2 separate regions of the Sus scrofa genome follow, and region 1 is linked to region 2. A link is a contact called in public HiChIP or PLAC-seq data. All regions are on one chromosome and are shown on one strand. Each heading gives the region's core, a stretch centred on a gene start, on an enhancer-like site or on the middle of the called end of the contact. The rest is flanking DNA. Distances are from core to core; before and after follow the strand shown. Region 1 overlaps PDE4D (cAMP-specific 3',5'-cyclic phosphodiesterase 4D). Region 2 overlaps PDE4D (cAMP-specific 3',5'-cyclic phosphodiesterase 4D).

The links. HiChIP or PLAC-seq counts read pairs in DNA pulled down with a chosen protein or histone mark.
Region 1: a contact with region 2 is called in an H3K27ac HiChIP or PLAC-seq map of skeletal muscle. The contact joins two enhancer-like sites. A contact is called at or near these places in 4 of 47 Hi-C or Micro-C datasets (fetal heart ventricle, heart right ventricle, psoas muscle and 1 more) and 1 of 2 datasets of contacts at active chromatin or transcription factors (skeletal muscle).

Annotation. Positions count from the first base shown.
Region 1 is chr16:38,035,736-38,042,318 of Sscrofa11.1, forward strand. The region is part of intron 9 of PDE4D (cAMP-specific 3',5'-cyclic phosphodiesterase 4D); the gene reads right to left. Among named protein-coding and RNA genes, the nearest start is that of MIR582, 540 kb to the right of the region's middle. Within about 2 kb of position 3,651, at least 67 of the 83 cell types and tissues checked have an H3K27ac peak or open chromatin away from gene starts, as enhancers often do. A contact at or near this core is called in skeletal muscle, where this site is marked.
Region 2 is chr16:37,934,874-37,942,155 of Sscrofa11.1, forward strand. The region is part of intron 10 of PDE4D (cAMP-specific 3',5'-cyclic phosphodiesterase 4D); the gene reads right to left. Among named protein-coding and RNA genes, the nearest start is that of RAB3C, 530 kb to the left of the region's middle. Within about 2 kb of position 2,233, at least 3 of the 83 cell types and tissues checked have an H3K27ac peak or open chromatin away from gene starts, as enhancers often do. A contact at or near this core is called in skeletal muscle, where this site is marked.

The sequences.
Region 1 (6,583 bases), core at 2,401-4,900, 100 kb after region 2:
TCTGTTCCTTCATTTATCCCAACTCAGCCTGACCAGAAGCTTCTTTCCCTGCCACCTCTATGAATTTTGTTCTTATCATTCTACAGCCTAACTCCCCTCCCCATCTGAGATCCCTCTGAAAGTTGTCATTCTAGGAACCTTCGCATATCATTTACTTTACTGTTGATCTATTGCAACCAGTCAATTAATGGGAATTATACAGCAGAAAAGGAAAAGAGAAAAAAAAAAATCCAGCAAACACTATGTTGGATAAAAAAATCTTTAAGCCAAAGGATATTAATGAGTTTTTTAAATTACAGAATATTATTTATGAATAAAATATTTATAATAGAATGATGAAACCTTGGGACTTGCTCCCAAATTCATGGCAGAGGTTGTTTTAAAGAAGGAAAAAGGGAAACGGGACTGCTGCTGGTGGTGGGAAAATGGAATATTCAAATTCATCTCTATTGTTTTATTTCATTTATTTAAAAAATCAGAGGCAGCCATGACAAGTATTCATATTTGTTAATTCTAAATTGTGGATACATTTTTTATTAAAATTTTTTTTTCTTTGGTCTTTTTGCCTTTTCTAGGGCCGCTTTCCGTAGCATATGGAAGTTCCCAGGCTAGGAGTCTAATCGGAGCTGTAGCCGCTAGCCTATACCAGAGCCACAGCAACATGGGATCCGAGCCACATCTGCAACCTACACCCCAGCTCCCGGCAACACCAGATCCTTAACCCACTGAGCAAGGCCAGGGATCGAACCCGCAACCTCATGGTTCCTAGTTGGATTCGTTAACCACTGCACCACAACGGGAACTCCTGGATACATTTTTTAAATCTCTTCATTTCTGATCATTTTTTTTTTTCCAGATTAATTCTAAAAAACTTATACCTGCTACTCACAGAACTAAGACATTTCAGGCCTCCCGATGAACAGTTCAAGTGCTGGAGCAAGGCTTGTACTACAAATTATGTGTAACCAAAGCCACACTGCTCTCAATGCTTCTAGTTTTGGGTTACAGCAGTTCAGGGAGATTGAGCTATTTTGTTTCCATGGCTCATTAAGCTAGGGGTAGGCTGGTGTCCATAACCAAATTCGCTGCATTTATTCTTCCTCCCTCCTATGAAATGAGGCCAGACCTTAGGGAAAAGAAAGATGAAAAAATACCCTGGAGTCCATGGTAATTCTGCCCATAAAGGAAATTAACACACCTGAAAAGGATTAAATCCTTTTTCCTTTTCTAAATGAGCCCCTTCCTTAAGCTTCCTCTGTCAATTGACTGCCAACCCTATTTGCTAATTCTCATCCCTCATCAGGCTCACTAGGACTTCCTGTTGCAAATTGGTGCTCAGTGAATTTGAGCCTGATGTCTCCCAAACACACCCAGGCTGGGGGCTTTCTTCTAGGATGTTTGGTGCAAAGGGCACCTAGACATCACCAGGGAATGGTCCCTCGCAGTGGGCTGGGAGTGTTCCAGGCCTGAGAAGGGAATAGCAAGAGACAAAAGGAATCTGTAGGTAGAAAGGAGGGGGAAAGGGTTTTGGCTTTTTTTTTTTTTTTTTTGCTGGAGGAAATGATCTGGACTGAGAATAACGGATAACCACAGGAGGGGATGGGTGGGGCAGGATGGGGGGATGACAGACACACCGACAGGAACAGCAACAACCTGGGGAGACAAGTCAGAACATCTGTAATCAAGGCAACACTGCAGAAAAGGTGAAGAGAATGTAAACATTTTAGTTTGTGTTGTGTTGACAGGATTAACCTCAAAGTCAGTACTTTTATCCTTTTTTGCCAACAAAAGCCTTGGGAGAAGGCTCTGGCCTCTGCCTCCTCATCCCCACCCAGCTCTCACCTCATCACCCAGGGCACCTTCACACACTCAGGCTCCTGCAACTGGATGGGGGTGGGGTGGGGGCTCTGATCCCTCTCAGGCACAACCCAGGACATGCTAAGATCTTGGGACTGTAGGTCCAGAATTCTTTCTTTTTTGATGGTAAGAAAAAGTATTTGGAAGGAAGGAAGGGAGAGGAGGAGAGAAGGCAGGAGAGAAGGAGGGAGGAAAAGGGGGAGGAAGAAAAGAAATACTCTATTTCTAAGTCTCTGTTACAAAACCAAAATGAAAACCAAACAACGATAGCCAATGTCAGCCAGGTTACAATGATTTACCTGGGTCCTTTCAAACAGAGCGACCAATAGTATCACATGGCTAATTAGGCATCTTTCCATTAATGCACTAAGTGTAAACAGTAAAGGTGCTTTGCAAACTCCTTTTCCCTGTATTTATTTACTCAGTCATATGAGATGAGGAAGCCCGTCTTAAGGCTTAACATTTGTTCTTTTTTTTTAAGAACAAATAGGAGGAAGAGGAGGGTGCTCCCTCAGATACTGTTTGTGTATTTGAAAGGAGTGCTGCTTGCCACTTCTTCCTTTTCAAAAAAAACACAAGGCCTTTGAGAAGTAAGAACCATTTCTGTGCATCTCTCTCCTGTTCCTTTTTCACCAGTCCATTTCAATAGGAGGTTCAAATAATGCGATTCATTAAGTCCACGTTTTCTGCCAGATTCTGCTTGTGTGCATATGTTCTTTTGTTTCCCTTCTAACATGTCCCCCGGCTCAGAAACCATTCTTTCTGGTATAGTTGAAGGATATGGATATTAAAATCGGAATCAGCAGAAGATTTTATGGTCTTGGGGAGCTGCCAATCAATGCTGTAAAATAAAGCTCTGATATCAAGTCTGTTCTATGGAGTTTTAATATCACTGGGAGGGCGGTGGGTAGGGGTGCTGGAGTGAGGGTGGAGCTGGCAGAACAGTTGGGACTGGGAAAGAGAAGGAAAGGGTGAGATTAATTGCGGAATTTGAAAGCAGGAACAATTTACACCAAAGAATTGTTTTCAAAGACTTCCTAACCTCCAAGACATTTTCCAGTCGAGGTACCCTTTGAATTACATCTGGAGGTGATGTTCTTGGAGCGACCTCTGAAAGCTGAAATCACAACCTGCCCGCAGTGTTCCCTTTGCAAACCCACAACTTTGTCATTTTCTCAGGCAGACACACAAACACTCAAGAGTTCACATCTATGTTGGGGAGGGGAGAGGGAGACTGCTTTGTAGTAGCTCTTTTGAAGTGTTTAATTCCTCCTTTGTAATCTATTCATCAACACACATTTCAAGCATATCAGTTTTAGCTCAACAATTTCATTCTACAGGCTTGTATTTTCTTCTGCGGCTTGGGGCCTCTGTCCAGCACCTGGGTGGCACGGTTTGTTTTCTCCGAATGCAGAACTGTTAACCAAATTAAATTCTTTCTCTCACTTGGCTCCCTCTTTCTCCCACCCTCTACGCCCGCCCCCTGCCCCCCCCCAAAACAATTCAGGCCGAAATGCCCACCGAGGCTGGGCTTAAGCAGTTTCTGTGTGCTGCACACAGGAGCGCCCGCGTGCCTCTCTTTTTCGCATACAGGAAATGCATAAAAGAAAGAAGAGTTCAGCTGGAGCCACCAGCTCCCCCGTCTTTGCTTTCTTCTCTTCCTCCCCTCCCCCCTCCCCCCAAGCACCGGCTTTTAATTTTCAAAAGCACTGCAATTGCTTGGTGTGGTTTCAAGAGCTGGGGTGCCATTCTCCCTGATGATGACTCTGCTGACGTCAATGGCATTCTTATCGTGCCTAGTGCGACATCAGAAACCAGCCCTCAGAGGCTCCTCTTATTCACGGTGTCTGGGCTCTCAGTAAAACGTGGACTGGATTTCAGAAATGAAAGTGACTCACTCCTCTTTGCTAGCAAGCCTTGCGCTCAGCTAGACACCCTTCTTCTGTGCGGCAGATTGCCAGTTAAGACTGTTTCTTAGTGGTCTCTCCTGAAGAGGTTCTCCCCAAAGGAGAAGAGAGGGTTAAGTGAGTCACAGGGCTTCCTCTATGTCCCACCTTTCAGAGATCTGCCCCGTGTGTGTGTGTGTGTGTGTGTGTGTGTGTGTGTGTGTGTGTACACACCTCCTCCAAGTCAAGACTAGCTGACCTACTTTTGATGATTCTTTAGGTTTTACTAAAGCCTTAGATAAGGTGATTTCCCCCTAAACTGTGGACAAGACCCCCTTGGTTAAGCGGTCCTCCTCCCTTGCTTACTCCCTGGGTCATAACTGGAGCCTGGGTCCAAAAATCAAGCCCATTTTCATTTCTCCAGATTGCAGCAAGCAGTCCTCTTTTTAGAACAAAGAAAAAAAAAATAGGTTGAGAGGAACGGGGAAGGAATCATAGCTGATCAACAACAGTAACAGCAATAAAAATAGCTGAATATCAATGATACTTTAATATTTTTCTCTTAATACTCCTGACTTTTTAAGAGGCCTGATCTCAAAGGCTGGAGTTATAAGGTAGCCTAGATGCTACCTTATAAAATCCATCATTCAATTCCCACCCAGTAGTTTTGGGGCAGCTGTTATAGTGATGATGAAACTCATTTGCAGTGGAGTTTATTATGGTCCAAATGTACCCCCAAAACATTTCAGAAATGTCTCCAGTTCAAATCTAGATGTTTAAGGAGTCAAGGTCATTTAACAAGATGACAGAATGGTACATATCTAGGTAGCTTTCATCTTCCCAATCTCTGATGGAGGCAAATCAAAGTGGATTGGTATCCACCAACCAAATAACACTGGTTCCTCTTGAAGATTACTGAGCCACCCATAATTAGGAGCAACTGTACTGGGAAGAAGCCATTTAGCTATGAATGCAATGCACAATCATTCCTTCCACCTAGAACTATTTAGAATCACAAAATTAAAGGGGTATTGACTTACATCTGTTTTAACCCTTTCACTTTCATGTAAGGAAACTGAGGCTCAGAGCTGGTTGATGACTTGTTCAAAGTCAGGCAACTATTACGCTTCTGGGCTGATAAACTACCTCACCCTAATGGTATGTTCTCTCCATGACAACACTTTGCTCCTGATTATTTAAAGCCCAAACCCATTTTGCCTAGGACGTTACCATTTTTCATACAATCGTGAAGAATAATTCTGAGTCGCTTGATTAAAGTGCGTTTCCAGGAATTTTTAGATGAACAGAATCCTAATAACTGCCTTTTTGTGTTTACAGTAAGTTCCACAACTAGTGAAAAGATTATTAAATAGAATGGAACAAAATAACATATACATGAAATCCAGGTGGTTAAAAAAAAAAAAAATACTGATAGAGCCTGGGAAGAAAAAGCAGAGATTTATCTGGGTTCCAAATATGTGAGCCCCTTGCACCCAGGCATCTTTCTGCCTCATTTACTACCTGACTTCCAGCCAGCTGATTGTAATGTTACAATCCTAACGTAATTCATTCAATCCCTGATTCTAGCCATCGCCTTAATGTTTCCTTCCTTCCACCTAAGATCTTCAGAGTTCCCTGCTTCATGGTGGCCCTTCTCCCCACCACTTCCCATATTAGTTTTATCTTCTCTGGAGTGAATTTAATCTGCTTTTTAAAGTAAAATTTTGGCACTTTTTTGGGACAGATGCGTTATCACATTCTGGTCCGGAATGAAAAGAGATGGACAGAGATGAAAGATGACGGCTTCAGAGTCAGACAGGCCTGAATTGGAAGCTTGACTTAACCACTTACTACTATCAAATTTTAGGGCATGTCTTAACCTGCCCAAGCCTCAGTTTCCTTATCTGTCAAACAGGAATAATAGTTCCTGCCTTTCAGGGTTATTGAAAGGGTTAGAGATGATGCTTGCTAAGTTGCTATCACAATGCCTGGCACGAACTTCACTAAAGGATAATGTGGCTCAGTGGTAATGAACCCAAATAGTATCCATGAGGTTGTGTGTTTGATCCCTGGCCTCTCTCAGTGGATTATGGATCCCATGTTGCCGTGAGCTGTGGGGTAGGTCACAGATGTGGCTCAGATCTGGCATTGCTGTGGCTGTGGCGTAGGCTGACAGCTGCAGCTCCGATTCTACTGACTCCTAGCCCAGGAACTTCCATATGCCTTGGGTGTGGCCCTAAAAAAAGAAAGAAAGAAAAAAAATAATACCAATGATTTTTAAAAAATGGGAGAATCATAAAATTGGTAAGCACAAAAAAGTAGTACAAACAAAGGACAGATAGTAATTTCCCTCTTGTGACCAGAGTTAGAAACTGAGGAGAACCACTAAAACCACAAGGGTATATTCCTTTAAAGAATGTTTCTCCTGAGAAACTAATTATCTGAACCAATTATGAGCAGAGGCCTGCGTGATAAATTTCTATAAAATGCATTTTGCACTGAGCATTTGATTGCAATTGGATGTCAAGTAGCTACAAACTCTAATTGTGCTCTTAAAAATTCTTCAAGGATTATTTTTAATCTGGCCTGTAAAAGCTACTTTAAAGGTAAGCGATTATGGGCTGAGCCAGTTTCTGGCTCTCCTGACTCTGAGACAAACTGCCACTACTCATCTAGGTGATAAGTAGCTTTGTGTACACTGAGATAAGAAGCCTAAGTAATTCCTTAAACTTAAAGGCAAACTCACATTAAAAACACAAAGGCTTTAGGAAGCCTAGCTGCCCACTTTGAGCTAAGCCACAGCTTCCCATAAAGTCTATTTTCACTTACACCACGGTTAC
Region 2 (7,282 bases), core at 983-3,482:
TATAGCTTGGGCTGTTGCTGCTGGTCCTGTAACAGCTAGAGGAGCAAGCATGCAAATCAGAACATATGAACTTCCATTTGGGGTAAGAAAACATATCAACCTCCAATAGCAGTTGCACCATTTGGGTGTCCTGATCCAACATCGAGGTCGTAAACCCTATTGTCGATAGGAACTCTAGAATAGGATTGCGCTGTTATCCCTAGGGTAACTTGTTCCGTTGATCAAAATTTTGGATCAATAAGTGATGTTATGGTTATTTTGACTGGTTTGTCTAGATTAAAATCACTCAGAGGGTTTTTTATGCTCCGAGGTCACCGACTTTAATATAGCTTCCAGAATACCAGTTCTAATAATTCACAAAACTATCTTTCTCTAAAATCCACAGTTAAAAGTAATAATAGTTAATACTGATTGATATTGATAAATATTTATTTACCATCTACTACCTGCCAAGACTAGCATAGAATACTTGCCTGGCATTATCTCATTCATTACTAATAACAATTCTGTGAGGACTATTATTATTCCCATTTTACAGTTGAGCCTTAAGGCCCTAATCATCAGGTCTATACAGGCAACTTCCAGGTTGCCTGTCTTTTCACCACAAATCCAGTCCTGACAATTGAAGGCCTCTAGGACATTTCTATTTAGATATGTAATTTCATGTCTAAAGATTTAACTGACATATCTTCCACCTCACTCTCTTCAAATCAGCTTCTCTCCCTGATTTTCCAATTGTTATTCCTTCTATTATTACTTGAGTTTAGAATTTCATACTTTCCTCTGGCTGCAGTGCCCCAGCAAAGTCTCCTTTCCTGCAGTCATTCTCCTAACTATCCGTTTCTTTTCCTTCCCATCCTATTCCAGTCCCTCATCACTTACATGCCTAATTCCCTATCAGATTCTTTTTGCTTTCACACTTTCTCCTCAATGTGATCCATCCTGCATACCACCATCAGATTTATCTTTCTAAAACCATTTTGTTACTTTCCTTGTAGCATTTCCCCGAAAACAAAACACAAGGGTTCTTTAGGGTGGACAGAGTATTGTCCAAACAGCTTAATCTGACACTTGAGGTGCTCTGCAGTAGGGCCTCAATCTACACTTTTCACACCTGCCTCTGTTCCTGTAATCAGATTTTCTGTTCCAGGCAGGCTCTTTCATCCAGAATACCCATTCCTCACCCACACCTACAAACAATAAGGCAATCTGAGGGAGTGTCCCATCCTACCCTGCCTCATCCAGCCCTTGCACTATCATCTCTTTCCTCATTAGTAACCAATATGAACCTTCTATGTTCAAGATCCAACCTAAGTAGCACTTTTTCTGGGATGCTTCCCAACCATTCTCATTCTTAGTGTTGAACATTCTGTACTGCTCTATAGGACCAGTAAACTCTGGAACTCATTCACACCCAACAGCCTTACTTAACGTATACGGCAATAAGTATGTCTATATGCTTTTGTATGTACGTATCTACCTCTCTTTGTATGTATTTGAATACAAATGCACATATATTAAGCCTCATTTTGTCTATGAAAGCCTTTGGAGCAGTTTACTTGCAGTAACTACACAAAAACAAAATTTCCTTAGTGAAGGCCTAACTATTGGACTTATGTTACCTGAAGTCAAAAGATACAAAACAATAATGACAAAACCCAAAATTTAAAAAAAAAAAAATGCCTGATTTATTTCTCATATGAAAATGGTATCTGGCCTAGAGAATAATCAAAGATCAAATATAAATAACAAAGATAAAGCAAAGTAAAAATTTCATTCAAAAGTGATAATATCAATAAAGACTGAACACAGGATCTTGTTTAGTGACAAAAATTATTTATTCCACACAAAGTAAAAGCCCTGACAAAAGTAAGAAAGGATTCTTGTTCTGTGTCACTTTAATTTTCCTGTGCCTTAATACCTCATTTTTAATGAAGGAAAGTGAAGTGATCTCACAAATCTCTTTCACCTCTAAGAACTTTTGGAATTAAAAAAGAAAAAAAAATCTTTTTTTTTTTTTTGAATCAAGTATACTAAAGCTTGATTTCTCTGCAAAGTGGCTGATGGCAAGTGGAAAACGGAAAGGGATCAATCACCTACTCAGTGACTCATTTTCAACTCTGATACCAACTACACTGCCGGGGAATTTCTTTTCCCTCTGGCTACGGCGAGTGTCAGACCCATGACTAGCCCATCTGGGCTGGAATTATGTTCAAGGTCATCTCATCCATTCCTCTGTTTCTCAGCTGGACTGCCATTTTAAATTTGTGCGATGATTAAAGGGTTCTATTTTTGGTTCACATTTCTTCTTACCCCAAAAGAGACATTTAGTAACCTGATGTTGATTGATATTTGACACTCTTATTAATAATCAAAATCTCACTATTCTACAGAATCGGAAAAAAAAAAAAACATTTGGAGGGGCCTCTGAGGTCATTCTGGTGGAGGGAAAAGTAAAGTCTAAGAAACGTTCCAGTTTTTAGACAAAGTGGATTAAAGATCCACGTGAGACCCTCACAACTGAGAAATGTTTCTTTTGTGGCTGCATTCATACATACTCTTTCAAAGTAATTGTGGTCAAGTGATCAGTGAGAGTGTAAATAAAAATATGCTATCCAAGGGTGCTAGGTAACAAGCTAAAACTACAGTGAACAACCTCAGGGCGATCCCACATGCAAGCTAGGGAGGCACATAAATCAGCACGATGGGGATCAAGATTTCAAAGGCACACTCTGAGCTCATTTGCCCAGGCTTGTTGATTCAAGCTCCAGTTGCACTGGGTTACCTATATGGCAGCATATAAAGTTCATCTTCTAAGTTTAAAAATAGTTCCCATCCCAACTAAGGATAGGCCATGTACCTATGATGGGTGTACCCATATTATGGACTTGACCTAAGCTTTTGTTTAAATTCTCCTAACAATCCCATGAGATGGATTTTGTTAGTTCCGGTTTATAGAGAAAGCAAAGGCTCAGAGAAGTTGAAGCAGTTTAAATATCCAAGGTGGAGTTCCTTTGTGGCACAGCAGAAATGAATAGGACTAGGGACCATGGGGTTGTGGGTTCGATCCCTGGCCTAGCTCAGTGGGTTAACGATCTTGCATTGCTGTGAGCTGTGATGTAGGTCGCAGCCACGGTTTGGATCTGGCGTTGCTGTGGCTGTGGTGTAGGCTGGCAGCTACAGCTCCAATTAGACCCCCTAGCCTGGGAACCTCCACATGCTATAGGTGCGGCCATAGAAAAGACAAAAAAAAAAAAAATCCAAGGTCACAACTCCAGTGTGGGGCATTAATAACCATAAGAGAATTGCTGAGCTCATGGGGATTTAGGAGATATAAAGCAGACTCAAGATAAAGGTTCACATTTGTCATCTGCTATTCTGTTTCATTTTTCTCTTGGCATCTAATATCACTCACTATATTGGTGAATCAACCTATACCTATTTTGACACAGTCTCTCTCTCTTCACCCTGTTCCAGCTTGTGCTTTGACTCCCAGGCAACAGGTTACTTAGGGGATGGCCCAGCAGCTGGATGTGACAAGCCACCCATGCTGCTACTGGGCCATGACTCAAGGAGGCAACAGGTGAAGGAGGAGACGCCAGCTACTGGTGTTAAATAAGACTCACGCCTCATGCAATACACTATGTCTATAAATCTCCCCACTCCAGCCCATTCTCTCCCTCCCCCGATCCCACAACTGTCCTCTCTTAAGCATTCACACCCTCACACTGACCCCTCTGGGATTTCTTTTTTTTCCTTCAAGGCTGTTCCAAAGGTTTATTCCAACCAGATTTCACCCTGAACCCTGAGGTGGAAAAGGGGCAGAAACATGAAATGGTCCTCCAGCCAAGTACAGCCCTGCTCCTAGGTCGATCCAGTCAGATAGTCCTTCTGCCACCCTCCCCTTCCTTCTCTCAGTCCAGTGTATGGCTTTCTATCTTTCTTTCCTTCAGTTTTCCTCTTTGCCCTATTCACAAGCCCGGCTCCCTTCCCCATTTTGCCCGAATTAGAAAACAAATATCCAAGGCAACACCACCATAATAGGTCAGAAAGCAAATCCTGACACCTGCTTATACCTTCCCTGAGTTCATTCTCTACCTTCTCTATCTGCTGCCGTCCTCCCACTATTAACCAAGCTTCTACCACCCCTCCCAAAAAAACCCCCTGCCATCTCAGAATCTCAGATCTCCTTTGGTCATCTGGTCTTCTCATCCATGGACCCCAATATCCTTCAGTTTATGTCTGTGCCCTGTTCACTATCTGCCTGCTAGGCTGACTACTAGCCCACCAGGACATCCATCCCATCAGACTCTTTTTAGGAGCTAGGAGCTAGGAAGGTTCTCTGACTGGACACAGAGAACACAGAAGGCAGAATCAGCCACACAACAGGATTCCCCTCTAGGAGTGATATTTTGCTAAAATGGCTCTTGCTATTTTGGAAACTAGAGATTACTAAGTAAATAAAATTATTAGTACCTATTTTGAAAATGCAGCCTGAGAACATACACTTGTTTTCCTATCTTCCAGTCCCTCCCCGAGATGCTACATTCAGAAAAAGAATTACCTTCCTATTAAGAAGCAAATGGATTTTGGACATGTTTAATATTGAGCCTAAGTTTCTCATCTTTAAAAATGGGACAAATTATTTTGGCATGTAGTGCACGGTTTCTAGGACTAAGTTAGAAGTTTAAGGTTTAATATCAGGATCATACCTCACATTAGAAAGTAAGGCACGTAGTGATGTTTCTTGATCAGTGTAGTCAAAGACTGCTCAAATGTATCAAATCGGTAATATTAAAATGTTTGACAGTAAGGCTAAGGGGCAACAAGTAATTTCTCCACTGAATTCTGCCTTGGAGAGAACAAATTCCTCTCATTTAAGGGCTGATGAATCAATCTATAATGGCGCAAGCTCTCTTTTGGTTCTTTTGTTATTTAACTGCTCTGTAACACTGTCTAGAAAAATCAAGAGGTAGGCCCAAATAGTAATTCCCAAGAGAAAACAAATATATCTTTCCTGATGCATATTAAAGAAATAAAATATTTCTAGTTAAAAATTCCTATGATTTCTTGAAACCAAACTATCACTTACCCTTATGGAGATCTGAGAGACCATAGTAAGAATATAAAATTAAGAAAACAAAGAGCAGAAAACCAACATGTATATCAAAGATAATGTTAATCAGTTTATCCTTATCAGAGCGGACAGTTGAAACTAACTTGCTAAAAAAAGGGGTTGGGCAAGTCAGCAAACACTCACTGAATATCTGAATCTTTAAAAAAATGAGGTTCAAGACTTCCTAAGTCTATCTATATTTTTGTATACTCTTTTAACAAAATTAGAGCTCTTCATCGTTTGTAACCTTGAATTCTTTTGTGAAATATACATTCCTTACAAATAATGAAATGACACCTATACATTTATAAAGCACCCATGAAAGCATGTCTATCTCTTTATTAAAACCTGTTAAAGCCCCTTCAATTTTGAGATTTATCTTCTTCCTAAATTCTTCTGATAAAACTTATCATTGATAAAGCTGTAGTTCATTATTTTTCTGAAGCTTGAAAACAAGGCAGCAATAATAAAATAGAACCTCTCTTGGTGAAAGAATGTACCCTTTTCCTAAAACCTGAACTTGATGTAAAGGCATAAGCCACAGAAAGTCACCTCACTGAGAAATGCTCTTTTCTTTCAAATGCTGCATAATTCAGTTTAATTTGTAATTCTTTAAATAAACACATGATAATTTTGTTTTTGTATTCTTTTTAAAAAAATAATTTTCCACTGTAATGGAACAGCTATTATTTCTCCCTAATAGATATGGATTAGAATGATCAAGTAGAATTTGGAGGAGACTAGCAAAAGGAAAACACTCTGACATATCCTTTTAAAATATTTTGGGGAGTATTATTTAAGATGTCTTTATTCATATTTCAGGCTAAAACAAAAACAAAGCAACCAAAACACTGCTATGTCAACAATGGAAAGCAGCCTTAAAGTCAGTCAGTTATTTTCTGAAATGAAGAAGACAGACATCAGCCTGTACTTACTCCAGGATGTCAGCCTCATCTTTGCCTGGTTGCTATGGACACATCCCTGTCAGGCCTGTGCTTTCTACTCTCCAGATCTGTTTATGACAGGCCGTGGTGTTTCCTATTATGGTGCCTATGTCTGCAAGCACACTGCTTGCCAGCAATAAAGGCCAGAGGCTGCCACAACAGGGATTTCATTGCAGCAGACCAGAGATGCTACCGGGAACTCAAGCACGACCTGGGTAGACCTGCACAGAATACTCTCCAACAGGCAAAAGCTAATGAGCACATCTTTTCTTCCAGCCTGGCAGGGGAAATATTCAGATATGTCACTTTTACTGGGAACAAATCTATAATAAGAATGTTATGGCTCAAACAGGTGCAGAGGAGAGAGAACAGTTTAAGGCCATCAATATGACTTGTATGGAATTTGTTCGTATCATATAAACGTTTAATTTAAATGAGATGAGACTAAACTCAGCATAAATTACACTAAAGTTTCTGATAGTGTCTATAAGCAGGACTGAGATTTTTAAGTGGGAAATGATCAGGGCTCTTGTCAAGAACAGAAATACCACTTTCTTGCAAGGTATCAGCTACCATGAACAGATTCTAAGGTTAGCAATCCAAGACGAAAAATGGTATTTACATTATCCAACATCATGCATATGGTCCTAATTATATGACCAACTACAAAATGGCATATTGATACTCACTGGCTTTGGGCTAGAAGCCATGTAGAAGGACACATCATTAACACTCCTAATGGCTGGGTAGAAAACTCACTGGTTATATACTTGAACAGTTATTGAATCCACATGCTTATTAGAAACATGGCTTGCATTCCATCAACACATCAAAGAAAAAAAAGTATTATCTCCCTCCCACAATTTATAAATAGTTGAGATAAAGGTTATGTACAAAACCTCAAATGATGCAAAAACCCTCTAGAAAGTGAACCACATAAGAAGAGATTTAGGAGGTTTCTAACTTCCTAGGTAGACCTGGATAAGTTTTGGGTCTCATTTTCCAACTGAGATTAGATGAGTCAAACAAACGATCACATTTGTCTCTTTTACTCCTAACACACCAGGCTTGAGTCTGAGATGGACTCAAGGACAATGACACTTTGAAATGCTGCTCATGCTAAATACCACCAAAACTACCACAGGACTAAGTGTAGGTATAAACAGAACATATTTTCATTTTACTAATTTAAATTAATTCCACTCAAGTGATGATTAGAAAA